2 separate regions of the Mus musculus genome follow, and region 1 is linked to region 2. A link is a contact called in public Hi-C data. All regions are on one chromosome and are shown on one strand. Each heading gives the region's core, a stretch centred on a gene start, on an enhancer-like site or on the middle of the called end of the contact. The rest is flanking DNA. Distances are from core to core; before and after follow the strand shown. Region 1 overlaps Plppr1 (phospholipid phosphatase related 1). Region 2 holds the start of Plppr1 (phospholipid phosphatase related 1).

Evidence for each region. Hi-C and Micro-C count contacts between places; a contact is called where the count stands out from the background.
Region 1: a contact with region 2 is called in a Hi-C map of forebrain, with 2.9 times the contacts expected there. The contact joins the enhancer-like site here to the promoter of Plppr1 in region 2. A contact is called at or near these places in 6 of 484 Hi-C or Micro-C datasets (cerebral cortex, cortical neurons, forebrain and 2 more), 2 of 115 datasets of contacts at active chromatin or transcription factors (embryonic forebrain and forebrain) and 1 of 9 other capture datasets (pancreatic islet).

Annotation. Positions count from the first base shown.
Region 1 is chr4:49,208,108-49,215,159 of GRCm38.p6, reverse strand. All of the region lies in intron 2 of Plppr1 (phospholipid phosphatase related 1), which reads right to left. Among named protein-coding and RNA genes, the nearest start is that of Gm32657, 34 kb to the left of the region's middle. Within about 2 kb of position 2,144, at least 10 of the 459 cell types and tissues checked have an H3K27ac peak or open chromatin away from gene starts, as enhancers often do. A contact at or near this core is called in cortical neurons and forebrain, where this site is marked.
Region 2 is chr4:49,055,739-49,062,622 of GRCm38.p6, reverse strand. Plppr1 (phospholipid phosphatase related 1) reads right to left here and starts at 3,161. Exons shown (of 8, transcript NM_178756.4): 1 at 3,006-3,161.

The sequences.
Region 1 (7,052 bases), core at 895-3,394, 150 kb before region 2:
GTAGGAAACCAGATTCCCAACCCCACGTCTTTGATCAAACTCACTCCCAGTTGGTTTCCTCAGCTCCTGGTCCCTTGGCATTCAGGACAAGATCATCTTGCTGGTCCTCACTTCTCTTATTTTGTGAGATCTTGTTTTAACTGGGACCTGGACCCATTCTAAAGGAGTCTCACTCACTCCCTCAGAAAATCAAAAACCAAGAATGGAGTTCTGCCTTTAAAACTAGCCTGGGGACCATGATACTTACCAAAATGGACAACTGAATATTGATTGCACCAAAAACACCATTAAGTGATGTTTGTCCAGAAAAGTATAGGCAAAAAATTTTATCATTAATATTTGCCACTGTAATTTAAAAGCCATATAAATTCATTGTTCTGCTATCTAGTAAAGTTTCTTCCTAAAATCATGTAAGCCCCCAAAATTCACATATAGCAGGATTAAACTACCCAGAGGCTGTCTCTTCTGTCGGTTTTTGGTGTGTGTGTGTGTGTGTGTGTGTGTGTGTGTGTGTGTGTGTCTATGCAAGTACACACAGGCACAAGTGTATAATTGGCTTACTTTCATCTTTGTGCCAAAACTGTTACTTTAAAATTATTCTTGTCAAGCATGTGTTACTCAGCAAGAATGCTCGGGTGCCTCACCTCATTAATTTTTCAAAAGCTCTCATGATGCATTCCTATTTCTTTCTGTTTAACAAAGTAACTGAAATCTTAAAGGACAAACAAGTTTGTATCGGCAACAAACAATAGAGCCAGGACTTGAGTCCAGAAAGCTTCATAACAACTTATATATTTTCCATTTCATTTTAGAAGACAATAAGATTCTGATATTTTTCTATAAGCAGAAACCAGTTTATTATTTTATTTATTTATTTCACTATTATTTATTTATTTAAAAACTGGAGACAAAACTTTCAATATGAATTAGGTATACAAATCTGAAAGAATCAAAATGTGAGGCTCATATACAAACAGGTAAAATGACTTAATCTAAGAAGCTGCAAGCTCAGGTTAGAAATGCAGGTACAGAGACATCCTTCTTCCCAAATCAGAGACACTTAAGGCAACGGACACAGATGGCATTCAATGCCCAAAGAGTGATGCACGGTTACTTCCCTTCCACCCTAAGGAAATCAAAATCAAGTTCTTGGCAAACATTGTATTATTTATTTATCTCCAGGATATGATTTATCATCATCATCTGATAGGTTCAATCTGAGAGGAATGAATTGTCAAACACGGGCAATAAAACTTGCAAGTACAGTCAACCACCAAAATGAGAAAACTAACCCTGGCTCATGCATACATGTCAAGCCTCTGCTGCATACATTATGGAAAGGTTTCCAGCCCCCAGTCTCTTCTGAGGAAGCACAGCTCCACATAGAGTTGGTCTTAGCACAAATACATTTGAAAGAGATTTGAAGGTGCAGTTTAGTAACGATTTTACAGAGGATACAATAAAATTGTCCTTAGAGAAATCTATTTGTATGTGGAGACATTTGTCCAAAACAGATAGTTACTATTAAGCATTTTGGGGGGAAAATGTCTAATTTTGCAAGGGAGCATGGGATACCACAAACAACACACATTATTTTTGTTCAGACTCCTGAGACACCAATTTATGAGTCTTTCCTTAGGGAAATGCTCTCTCTATAGATTCTCAAGCATGAAATGCGTTGCTGAAATAACAGATAAAGAAAAGGCAAGATGGAGACAGCAGGATGCAGAAAGGAGGGAGTGTACAAAAAAACACAGAAAGACTCCTGAGTCCTTTGGCACTGTTTTAATTTTCCTCTAACTGTTAGACTCTCAGTCCTGTGTCTTGATCCCTCCAAGATATTCCTAACTGTAAGATGCAGAAACAAAGCTGAGAGAGCCATGCCTCCTGTTAAAAATGAATTTTTCTCCTATTCCATCTGATTTCTCTGGCCTCTGTCCAGACAAACATTTGCTACTTTTTGCTTTTTCTACTGCAATTAGATCAGTGAAAAGCTAAAGTCTATTGGTCTGAAATACCACATGGATTTTTCTCTGATTGTGCTAAAACCCTTCCGTTCCAGACCCTCAGATCCTTATCCACATGTTAAGATTTCAGTGTCAGAGACAGAACCTGCTGGCGCTGGGAGGAGACAAAGGATTCATTCTGTCTGCCCAGCATTGCTTGCGTCTTAACCTATCTGCTTTCCTCCCAACGCTCTGCCCTTCCTTTTGGTCCGGTCATTATTTTCTACATGCGCTTTTGTAATCTATAAGCACTGACCCCTCTCATTTTTGTACAATTCCAGAAATGCCCAGGGTAATGCTGCTCCTGACTGTCATGGCCACAAGACGATATGTGCGGCTCAGCGCCTCACCAGGCAGCTCACTGCCACCTCTTCCAAGTGAGTCCAAAGCAAGTTCCTGCTTCTCTGGGAAATTTGAATTAGGGGTGTTGGTTCATGGCTATTCTCCTCACCAACTTCCAGGAATAAAACAAACATACCCAGTCTATGCTTATATAAAAGTAGCGAAGAAAATGCACTTGAGAGTTCAACACTGGGCAACAGGTGTCTCTCATCCTTGCCTTGTATTCATCTCAGCAGGGCTACGAAATCCTGCCTTACAAGGAGTTTTATAAGCGCCAAGTTACAGAAGAAGCTTAGTTACATGAAAACCATTTAGAAAAGGCAATCACCTAGTGCCTCAGGGAAACTGTAGACATTAATATTTTCTTGAGTTAATAAATTGATGGAAAAAGGTAATGGAAAAACCTAGTACAAAACACATACCTTTCTCTCATTCTCTCCTCTCCTCTTTCTTCCTCTCTCCCTCCCTCCTTCCCTCCCTCCCTCCCTCCCTCCCTCCCTTCTTTCTTCCCTCCCTTCCTCTCTCCCTTCCTTCTTCTCTCCCTTCCTTCCCTCTTTCTCTCTCTTTCTGTTGAATTCACAGGTTAAACTGAAACAGAAAAGGTACTAGAAACGCTGGTGGTGATGCATAGACACAAGCCCCAGTGGGCCCATGGTGGTGATGCATAGACACAAGCCCCGGTGGGCCCAGGTGAGTGTAGAGAAAGAGTTACAGATCAATCTCAGTATTGGGGTTTGGACCTTAGTGTCCACAATATAGGACAGGAGGACTTGTTTTGGAAGGACAACACCTGTGTAAAAGCCAGTATTCCTGAAAAGTCGCTCTTCGCTCTCAAGAACAAAGACACTGCTAGCATAAGAAGAACACAGGGAGAAAAATGCTCTGACTTTGGGGCCATGGGAGTTGGGGCTCCAATAATAAAACCAAAGTGCAAGAGTTATAGTCATTCAAAATCCCTCCAAAGCGTTACTCCCAAAACCTAACACCCACATGAATCCTAAAAGAATCTATCCACTGAGCGCCACACGGTGGCAGACACAACAAATAAGATGACTAATCACCTTATTCTGAGAGTACGTAAAATGCATGTGGTACAATGAAAGACACGCAAGAAAGGCAAAAGCAATGAAATAACACTATAAAGTAGGAAGACTAAAGCAAAAAATGCACAGAATTTTTAGAAATTAAGTAGAAATGAGATGAATGAACAGAAAGAGTATAGAAAGAAGTAGAAAGGTATATAATACATCAGAAAGTTGTTACAGTGAAAAGAAAATGGAATATTATTTGGATGTTCATTGCTGTGTGTCTTTTGCTCGGGGAGGGCAGGAACAGACATCTGTTTACCTAGAGAGGATATCAATGGCAGATGAAAGAAATGATTCTACTCTATTCTAACCTAGGGAGCCGGTGACTTTATTGGGGTCACTTTCAAGCATAGGCAGCTGAATCACTGAAAATGCCTACTCAGGTGCTGATGAGGACTCACAAAACCTGTATCCTTGAAACTCTCTGCAAGATCTATGTCAGCTATCAGGACAGCCTCCTCCCAGGAATTGTTTTACTGGCTTTCTAATCTTGAAGAGGGACCTTTTGAACCTTGTTACATTTCAAGAACTTCCTAAGACTCGTAATTTTTGTTTTTTATTGAGTCTTAGGAGTCCTCCTCCTCCCTCTACAAGGGAACATTTTAATCAGGACAAGCTATCTAAATGTCATTTATATTGATAATGCAAAATAAATTATAGGAGAAATTAGCACTTAGGAACCGAAGCACTTCTAGGGAAGGGGGGCAAATATTACAATCAACTGAAAAGAAAGAGTGCATCACCTGTTGTGAAGAGTTAATGCTGGAGGAGTTTGCAGCAGTAACAATTCTATCAGGGAGTAAAAGGGAGCAGAATAGAGCTGACTGTTGTACCCATGGAGACTTCATGCCAAGTAAAGTTACCATTCCTCAGTTATCACAATACGAAGTCAACTTTAAACAAGTATTTATGAGTTATGACTTCTGAAAAACCTGCTAAAGGATAAACTAAAAATTAAAACTATTTTGAGTTCCCATCTCACCCCAGTCAGAATAGTATGTCTCAAGTGACAACAGATGCTGGCATGGATGTGGGGAAAAAGGAACTCTTATTCACTGTGGGTGGGAGGATCACTATGTAGGCAGTATTGAAATCTGTGTGGTGCTTCCTCAAAAAGCTAGAACTACTGTATGTCCAAGCTATACCTCTCTTGGTTATTTACCCAAAGGTCTGTATAGCCTTCAAACAACACCTAGAAAATAGAAATAGCATAGATTTCCACCAGCTGATGAATGGATAATTAAAATGTGTTACATACAAACAGTGAAATTTTCTCAAGATATAAAAAAAGACAGAAATATGGATTTTGCAGGAAAATAGATGGAACTAGAAAAAAATAGGTTGATGTAATCCAGGCATAGGAAGATAAACACCACATGTTGTCTCTCAGATCAGGACCCTTGCTTCATTCTTTAGATCTCTGTGTTTAGCTTAATGGAGGCAGACAGTAGAGTAAATGTGATATGAAAGGAAAGAGGAGAACATTGCAAAGGAAATGTCTAAGTTGGGAAGGGGTATATAAGTGGAGGGAGGGTTAACTGAGATGAAGGGTGTATGAAATAGCCAAAGGAAACCTATCTCCTTGTAATTAAAACATATAGGTATAAAGAAATGTGCTAGATGCTCCCAGAAACAGAACCACCAACCAAAGAGCTTGCTTGTTGGATCTTTCAGAGGGCAGTCATGGGCTAGACCTATCCCCCTGCACATACATAGAAGATGTGCAGCTTGGTCTTCATGTGAATCCCCGAATAACTGGAATAGGAGCTGTCCCTGAATCTGTTGCCTGCCTTCTTGTAGATCCCATGATCCCATTCCCCTAACTGGGCTACCTTGTCTGACCTCAGTGGGAGAGGATGCGCCTAGTCCTACAGTAATTTGATGTGCTCAGAACGGGAGAGCAGTGTGTGTGTGTGTGTGTGTGTGTGTGTGTGTGTGTGTGTGATACCCAGAGGAGGCTTTACCCTCTCAAAGGAGGAGGAATGGAGAGAGGATCTGCATGAGGGGGTATGTGAAGGAGAGGGGGGGCTGATATTGGGATGTAAAGTGAATAAAATACATTTTTAAAAAAAATCTACCAAAGTTTTCAGATTTAAAAAAGAAGGTGCAAGAAGGTGAAACCATGGCTCTCTGGAATCCTGAGGAGGGTGTTAGATCCCTCCTCAGTAGTCATTCATCATAGAGACCCACAAAACAACACTCTTGTCAATTGCCTTGGCTATTCACCAGTAATAGTAAGATCATTTTGCTGAAGATACAACACACCCTGCAGGCAAGGCTTATGGAATTCAGTCTACACTTGAGCTGGAAGCTTCCTCCCTGCATTCATAGCATCAGAAGGAGCTAGACAGGCTGCCATTGGAGAAACGGCATTAATGTGCTTACCCATCTGAGGATGATACCAACCTGTCAGGCAAGGTGTGCTCACCAATGCTACAAGGGCATGAAGGCTAGGAGAGGAACCAGCTGGCCTCTGATCAGGTTTGAGGCTCACGCCACATGAAAGTATTCACTATAAACCCACTAAGAATCCCATGGATGAACAGAGAGCACTGGCTACTGTTGTTAGTTAAACTGACGTGGTACCAAACTGCCTTCTAAATATTTATTTTTATATATATGGACAAAGGCTACCCTCAGCCCTTATCAGAGGAATTGTTCTTTTTGCCTTGAAAGGCAGTCTACCTACAGAGGAGACTTATTCTATCTCCAGAATGAGCCCCTTAATTGCTTTCTCAGAGCAATGTAGTCAGACTGAAGCCATCTATACACAGACAACATAAACAAACCCATCAGGTTGCATTTATATATTAGTCTATGTGTATGTGTGTGTGTGTGTGTGTTTAACGATAATCATGGAAGAAAAGGCTATCAGTTTGAGAATGGGGATATGGAAAAGGTTGGAGGGAGGGGCTAAAAGGAGGAAAGGGAATCATATTTTAATTAACATTGTATAAAGAGTACAATAAATAAGTAAAGAGTACACTTGAATCATATTCTATGTTGTAAGACGTTGGCCACACCAGCCACATTTTACTTTCCCTGGGGGAAAATATTTGAAGCAAACATGGAAAAATTGTAAGTTTTGTTCTGGGTAGTTGGTTTGGGTTTTTTTTTTCTTGTGTTTAATATTTTTCCTAATTAGAAAACAATAACCACTGATGCAACTGGCATTTTAACCTAGTGACTTTGGCTACATTTTCTGATACGCTTGGTGCAGTGCCCGGAGGAAATACAGGCCAAGTATCCAATGTTTGTTAACGCAACAGTGAGAACCATTGAAGACACCTTGAGGCTCCCTTTCTCCTACTTCTCAACTAAGTTCCATCCCCCACCCATCCTGCTTGTTCTTCAAAGATGTTAATGATACATCTGAACTCCTATAAGGAATGATAACACAGCAAGAAAAAGAAGGAATCGTTTCTCCTCTCCCGGGTTTCCAAATTATACTGATGACAGCATCAAGGTGAGCCACAGAAGAGTTAATTTATATCCCTAGCGCCTGCTTCACCAGCCAAGCTCATCATTCTCAAATTAGAGCTAAAAACCTTCAGAAAGTACAGTTTTCAATAATAAATTATCCTTTGCTTTAAGACTTGGTTCTTGTTGGGCTTGG
Region 2 (6,884 bases), core at 1,912-4,411:
TTTCACATAAAATTGAAGCTCTTTTGATGGAGCGTCAGGGGTGGGGGTGGGGGTGAGGGCAGAGGGAATTCCCGGCACACACGTGACTCGTGACTCCTGCTTATTTCTCTGACATGCTGTTATCCCACTCTAAGGAGATAAGGACCCTGCATCTCTTGCTGCAGCCACACAAAACTCCTTCCATGACTCAGATTTGCTTTCTGCCTGGGAAGTCCTTCTCTTCTTGTTCTTGTTCAAGACTCACCTCCTGTCAGACTCCCTAAGAAACTTTTTGATCCCCCCCAACCTGTCTTTCCCTGGAAGCTCTCCCTTTGTGTGCTTTCATAGCATCCTGGCCATATCTCTGTACAAACACTCACTCCACAGCATTAGCTGTTAATTAGAGTCACCCAGGTGCCATTCTTTCCTATATGACTACAGTCACACGGGACGACTTACAGTTACCCAATGTGTATCAAGCAGTCACACATTTCCTCTGCCTAGAATTACCTTTCAATCCTTCCCTCCTTGCAAAGACTATTCAATTTTTCGAAAGTATCCCAAGAATCACTTACATTCTCCAGGGGAAGAAAAGGAAATCATTGGCTTGCATGTGCTGTTGGCACTCTGCTTATACTGCGGTCATTAAGTGAGTTGGTTATACACCAGGGGTGGTTTGCTCTTTCTTGAAGGTTTGAACCAGCTTTTACTCTCCTGGGTTTTGTTTTGTTTTTATTTTTTCCTTCAGCAACAAGTCCTGGTGCCTGTTCTCTAAACGCTGAGACAATCCAGAGGAAGGGTGAGGACTACACAGGTCATACGTCCGGAGCTCAGTACAGGGCAGAGACAGTGCAAGCTGACTGCTCTGTGTGTGCCAAGCCCAGATTTACCCACTGGCTGAAAACACTCTGAGGGCCAGAACTGGGTTCTAGATTTTGAGTGGCTTCTGGTACTGAGTGCAGGACACATGGTCAATAGGCACCTGTCAACAGAATCTGCGTGTTCAAAATAACTGCGTCTTGCAAAGGAAGAAAGAAAATATATTGTAGCAGATAAAGAACTCTAGGTAAGGGGAGAAAAAAAAAGCCAAAACCCTCCATCTTTTCCTGCCGAGAGTTTCGAGAATCAGGCTGAGACTGTCACCCTGAGGTAAGAATAACTAGCTTCTGGGAAGGTCTTTTCTTCCCTAGTTATTTGAAAAAGAACAAGCAAAAACACTTTTGGATTTCTTTCTCGCTGTACACTTCAATGGAGTCCTAAAGCTAGGCTTTTTCAGTCCTCTGTTTCCCTTGATCAACCCACCCCTGCCCCTCTATATTTTTCCTTTCCTCTTCCAAGCCTCACCCGGCAAAACAAGGTCTCTCATGTGAACTTTGTTAGTGAAGCTCATATATGTCACAGTGTCTCACATTTCAGTCCTAAAGTTATCAAAGCAAAATCATTGCCACCTGAAGGTCTGAGAGAAGGCCCCATGGCTATATGGTCCAGTCACTAATACTGGATCCCGGCCTCCAGCATTTCTTCTGCCAGCACCAGCTTCGCTTCAACACCAGACTCTAGCTTATAGAAGAGACAAAAACTGTACCCACGTGCATCCACCCAACCTTCCAGTCACAAACACGGCAGGATGGAGAAACGTGAACACATTTACTTTCTATACCTAAAAACCCAAACTTGTTTGTATAGTAAAGGCAAGTTTGGGAAGACCAAGTCTTTTGTGGTCCAGATGCAACAACCTGGGCACCTCCAAAGTAGATCCCACTCCATGAACAGGGACTGCCAACCACAGCCCCAGAAAGGAGAATGGAATCAGTGAACGCCTTACAGTGCCTGCCACTGGCCCTCATCCTGCCTTAATTGGCTGTCTGTTCACACCTCTTTAAATGCCTCTCGTTTGCCCCTCTTCTATTCCTCTTTGTCTGGCCTCACCTGCTGACCCAGTGTTGGCTACCTCAAAGGGCCCTTAGATTCCAGGCTTCCCCCAGTCGCAAGAGACCCTTGCTCAGAGTTCATCTCAGCGGGGACTGGCTTTTCAAATGGAAATTCTGTTCTCAGGACCTTTTCCCTGGTGCAGAAGAGAAATAGGTAGGGAAATAACTAGATAACTAGGTGGCAGGTGGCAAAGAATCTCCACAGAATAGGTTGAAAGCAAAAAAAAAAACCTGTATCCCCACAAAGACAAATAACAGCCCAGAATCCTACACGTAGTCCACACGTGTGTGCCACAAAATCCAGGGCAAAAATAAATTCCCAGATTCGCTTGACACCGCTGCCACACAGCTGTCTCAGCCCAGCTCCCAGATCTGCTGCAGTGGTGTTTGTGAAGACAGCGCCTTCTCCCGGGAGCAGAGACCCTGGGGCCCGGCGTTTCTAGGAGGTGATTACTCCAAGCCTTTCAATAACTCATCACTCATCCTGCACTGACCCGAGCCTCACCCTAGAAACTCGGTCACCGTCGAAGTCGACAAGAAAGCCCTTGGCCATCCTAATTCTCCAGGTGACACTGTTACTATGCGCCTGGAGCTCAGGAAAGAGAATCTCTGGCAGGTGCCCACGCCTGAGGCAAAATCAATGGCAACGCTTACAGCTAGGGGCTGAGAAATCTCAACCCCTGCTGGGGCGGTGGGTTTGACAACAGCTACTGGAAAGGTCTCCGGATCCCCACGCCCACCCCTGCAACCCTGCTGGGTATCTCGACCCAATGCAGTCTGAAGGGCGGAACCGGACCGAGAGAGCGCCTCCACGCCCCCTTTGTCTCCACGTTTTCCAAATGACAGGAGAGGAAAGTTTACGAGCCTGGACGGGGTAGCTTTCTTCTGGGTCCATCTGGCACCTCGCAGGAGCCGAGATCCTCGCTGGGATGGGATCGCGCTCTCCTCCTCGGAACAACCAGGGCATTACCTTCATCTGCACCTTGCAACCGGCAAGCCAGGCGTGGGCCACCTGAGTCGCTTCGTCCAGTCGGAAACCTGCCCCCTTCGCCCCAGTATGTCCAGCCTCAGCTGTGCCCCGGGCACCACACTCACCTTTGGCGGCCAAGCTTCCTTCCTTGCGCCCTATTGGGCGGACGGACTGCAGGCGGCGAGGTGCATTCAGGCAGCGGCTGCAGACGAGCTCCTCAGGCGCTGCTGCATTCCGCTTGCGTGGGAGAGCGAGCGGGCGAGCGCGCGGCACGGGCGTATGCGAGTGTGTGTGTTTGTGCGGTGTGTGTGTGTGTGTGCGCTCGTGGGCGGGGTGGGGGCGGGAGTGCGCGGGATCACAGATTCCCCTCGGCGACCATCCCTTGCTAAGCCTCCTCTGCTGCCTCCTCTTGTCGTTGGGTCCAGGTTTTGGGACCTCCCGTTTGTTTAATGAAAGGGAAGGAGCAAAAGGCCGGCGGGGAGGGGGCGTGGGGGGGCGTAGAGGCGGGGAGAGGACCGCGCATGCTCAGAGAGGGGCACCGAGCTTGCTCTCTCTCAAGAGCTGAAGCATGAAGCTTGCAGGGTTGTGCCCCAGGGAGTACCGGAGACTCTGCGGGGTTCCTGGAAGGCAGCCCGGGAATCCCGCTACCTAGGTGCTCCCTGAGCAGAGACGCCAGGGCTCCCGCGCTCTGGAAGCCAGTGGCAGGATCCCCACCCACCTAGGAGCCGCTTCTGCTTGCCAGTCTTTGGTAGCGCTGCGTTTTTCTTGCCTTGGATATTTTTAGTGCTTTCTCAAGCAATCTCTGAGGCCAAAGCATGATATATGCAGAGAAGTCCACAAGGAAACCCGGGCTGCAGGTGGCACCTGGACTAAAATGAGCTTTCTGACTTGGGTTTCCTTCTTCCCCCAACTTCCAGTCTGTGTTTAGCAAGGAGTAAGGGCAGGCAGTCCAGAGTCGTCCAGTCCAAACAGCTTTAACGGCTTCAGGGCAGAAAGGCACATAAAGGGTAGCGGAAGGAAGGTGACTCTCCAAGGACCCTGGATTCAGCCTTGTTCCGTGTCAAGATCCGATGGAGAAGACAGTTGCCTACTCAAGAGGGCAAAAAGAACAATGCAGCCATTGCCCCGCTTGTCTCCAGTGCCAAAGCAATTGTGGGCTCTCATAGGTTGAGGCTTCTGGCCCCTCTGCTAAGTGGAAGAACAACTGTTAGCTTAAGAAAGTCCAGTAAGAGAACTTGAGCCTGTAAAGGCACAGTAACCTGAAGCCACTGGACATTGGCAGGTGAGAGACTCAGCAAGTGGAGTGGAAACTTTCTCAGCGATGTTTGTGCACCAACAAGCGTCCATTTTCTTCTCACAGTTTAATCAAACAGCAGCAGCACACATAACCCCATTTGCTTCCCTACTTTAGAAAAAGACATCCCAAACAGGGGACTTTCTGGAACTCCCTTGCACTCACTTGTTTTTTTTTTTTATCCCTCCAAGGAAGAAGCACAGAAGATGGCCCTCTCTGGCAAATGTTTTCCAAGCTTTCCTTAAAGATCACTTCGGAGGGCTTCCACTGTGCACTTCTAGCAAGCAGATGCCTTCTTGATGAACTCTGACCTGTGTCCCATTTGTCTTCTCAATAATAATGCTGAGTGACACTTGAACAGCAGACAATTAGATCAAATCCTAGGACACACACAGAGGAGAGAAAACAGCATGTCTAAATACCACAAACAAAAGCAAAGTTCAGGAAGGGGCGGGGGGGGGGAACTAAGAACACCAGGATAGGAGGTTCTTAGAAAGAGTGCTGCCCAGGAAGTGTGGCAGGTGGCAATACCTTCCCCCTCATTGAGAATAAAGCTGAGTCCTTTGCTTAAAGAACAGTAACGTTGGATTTCCATCCACCCAGGAGGAAGATCAGGGTCTCCAATGAAACCTCTGACATATATTTGGGGCTCCTAACCATGACTGTTTTTATTTTTTTAATGTTTTGCTATTACAGTATTTAGAAATATCTAAGAGAGATCTGCACGCGCGCGCACACACACACATTCCCTTTAGAACAATCAACAATGTTTACAGGAATTTCAAGGTTCTCATATTAGCAGGGTCAGAGAACAACTTGCAAAAGCCAATCCTTACCCTCCACAATATATGGATCCTGAGAATCAAACTAAGTTTGTGGTGTTTAATTGTGGACACCATAACCTGCTGAGCCATCTCCCCGGGCCCCACTTCACCATCTGAAAGTGTCAAGTAGCTTCAAGGTCAAAGGTGAAGAGAACCTTTCATGTGTGGAACTGCGAATCAAGTGGAATCCCTCTATACTGCATCTACTATAGAACTATGAATGGACAGTTCAAGAATAAAACCTTCCTATGTGGGGAGTGGGGAAAATTCAGGGGGGACACGATGTACACAAAGCATATAACACTTCCTAGCTTGCATGGCTCTCTGCAAACTGCGGCTCTCAGTGTTTTGGTTAACGTTTTCATTACCCTGAATTTTGTTTTAAGCTGAGATTTTCTTTTCTAAGAGAGTGCAAGTGAAAAAGTTGAAAACCAAAGCTTCCCAATTTTCCCTTCTGGCTTCTTCTATCACCCACGCACGCATCACCCTAATGTATTTAAATCCATGTAGTAAAAAGAATACTATGAAGACACGTGGCCTTGCAAATAGTAACTAATTCTAGCCTCACCTTTCTGCTCATGTATGGACATAACGGTGAGACAGGCGTGTCTTCAAGCAAGCATGTGCACCCCTTATTTCTCATCGTATGAATAGAGGTCCACCCCCCCCACCCGACTGGCACTTTCCTTGGCAATCAACTTTGAAAAATATTTATCTTTACATTTGACATTAGCTTAGCTAAGTAGGGTTTCATATGCGGTTTCCAGGCACATTTCATTTTGGATGATTACTCCCAGACACATACCCGTCCTTCATCTTACCCCCACTTTCCCCACTGTATCTTCTCACACACACCCGCATTCCCTGCTCCACCTTACTCTGTTACTAGCCCCACCCCAACTCCTTTAAAGTGTCCTTCTTCGAAGTCACGTGGGCCCCTTTCTAGTTTCCTGCCTTTACCTATATTTACTCCCTTCTGGATACACAAACTCAATAGCTAGCGGCAAGGATCCGCATGGGAGAGAACATATGGTACTGGTCTCTCTGAGCCCGTGTTAGCTCAAATAATGCTTCCAGTTGCATCCATCTTTCTGCAAACTTCACGAATTCCTCTTCCTTTACGGTTGAATAAAAGCACGCAGTGCATGTGTATATTTTCACTACCCACTCACCTGCTACTAGACGACATATTTTCTTCCCATCTAAGTTTGCCTATCAGATGTCTTACTCCTGAGTATAAGATCTATAGTAGTAATAAAGATTTTTGCTGACAGAACTATGGCAAAATTATCCCCATGATCCTTCGAGTATATAATAAGTAATTTAACACTGCATGTCTGCTTTTGTTTATCTTTCCTTCAGACAGGTCAGTTATGAGTCACTCAAATAAAGAGTTTTTGTTCTTCTGCTGCAAGTGGGATATATTCAGTAAATGTTTAAAGGGTGAGTGATAAATACGAACTCACAAATTAACATATGCTGATAAAATGTTTTCTTTGAAACAGACTTCTGAACACACTGATACTTGGTACTTTTATAGATCGTGAAGTTGGTAGGTTCTGCTTTTAAAATCTTTTGTGCAATTGTCTAAAAATGGAAGTTGAAATGAGAAAGGCAAAGCAGGTTTCTGAAGACAGTTTCTATTTCTTTGGAAACAGATAAATCAAGCCCATTCTAAGGTTTTCTTCTAATTCACAAAGAGAGTAAGTTTGGGCTCAAAATGTCTGATAGTTTGAGAGACAGAATCATGCTAGACAACTAGCCCACCAGAATTATTTTCTAGTGCCTCCACTCAAAAGAATAAAATTGTCATTAGTTGTTTTTTCTTCTTCAAAATTGTAATTATAACCAGAGAAGGACCATACTCAGAATCTCACTCTAGCCTT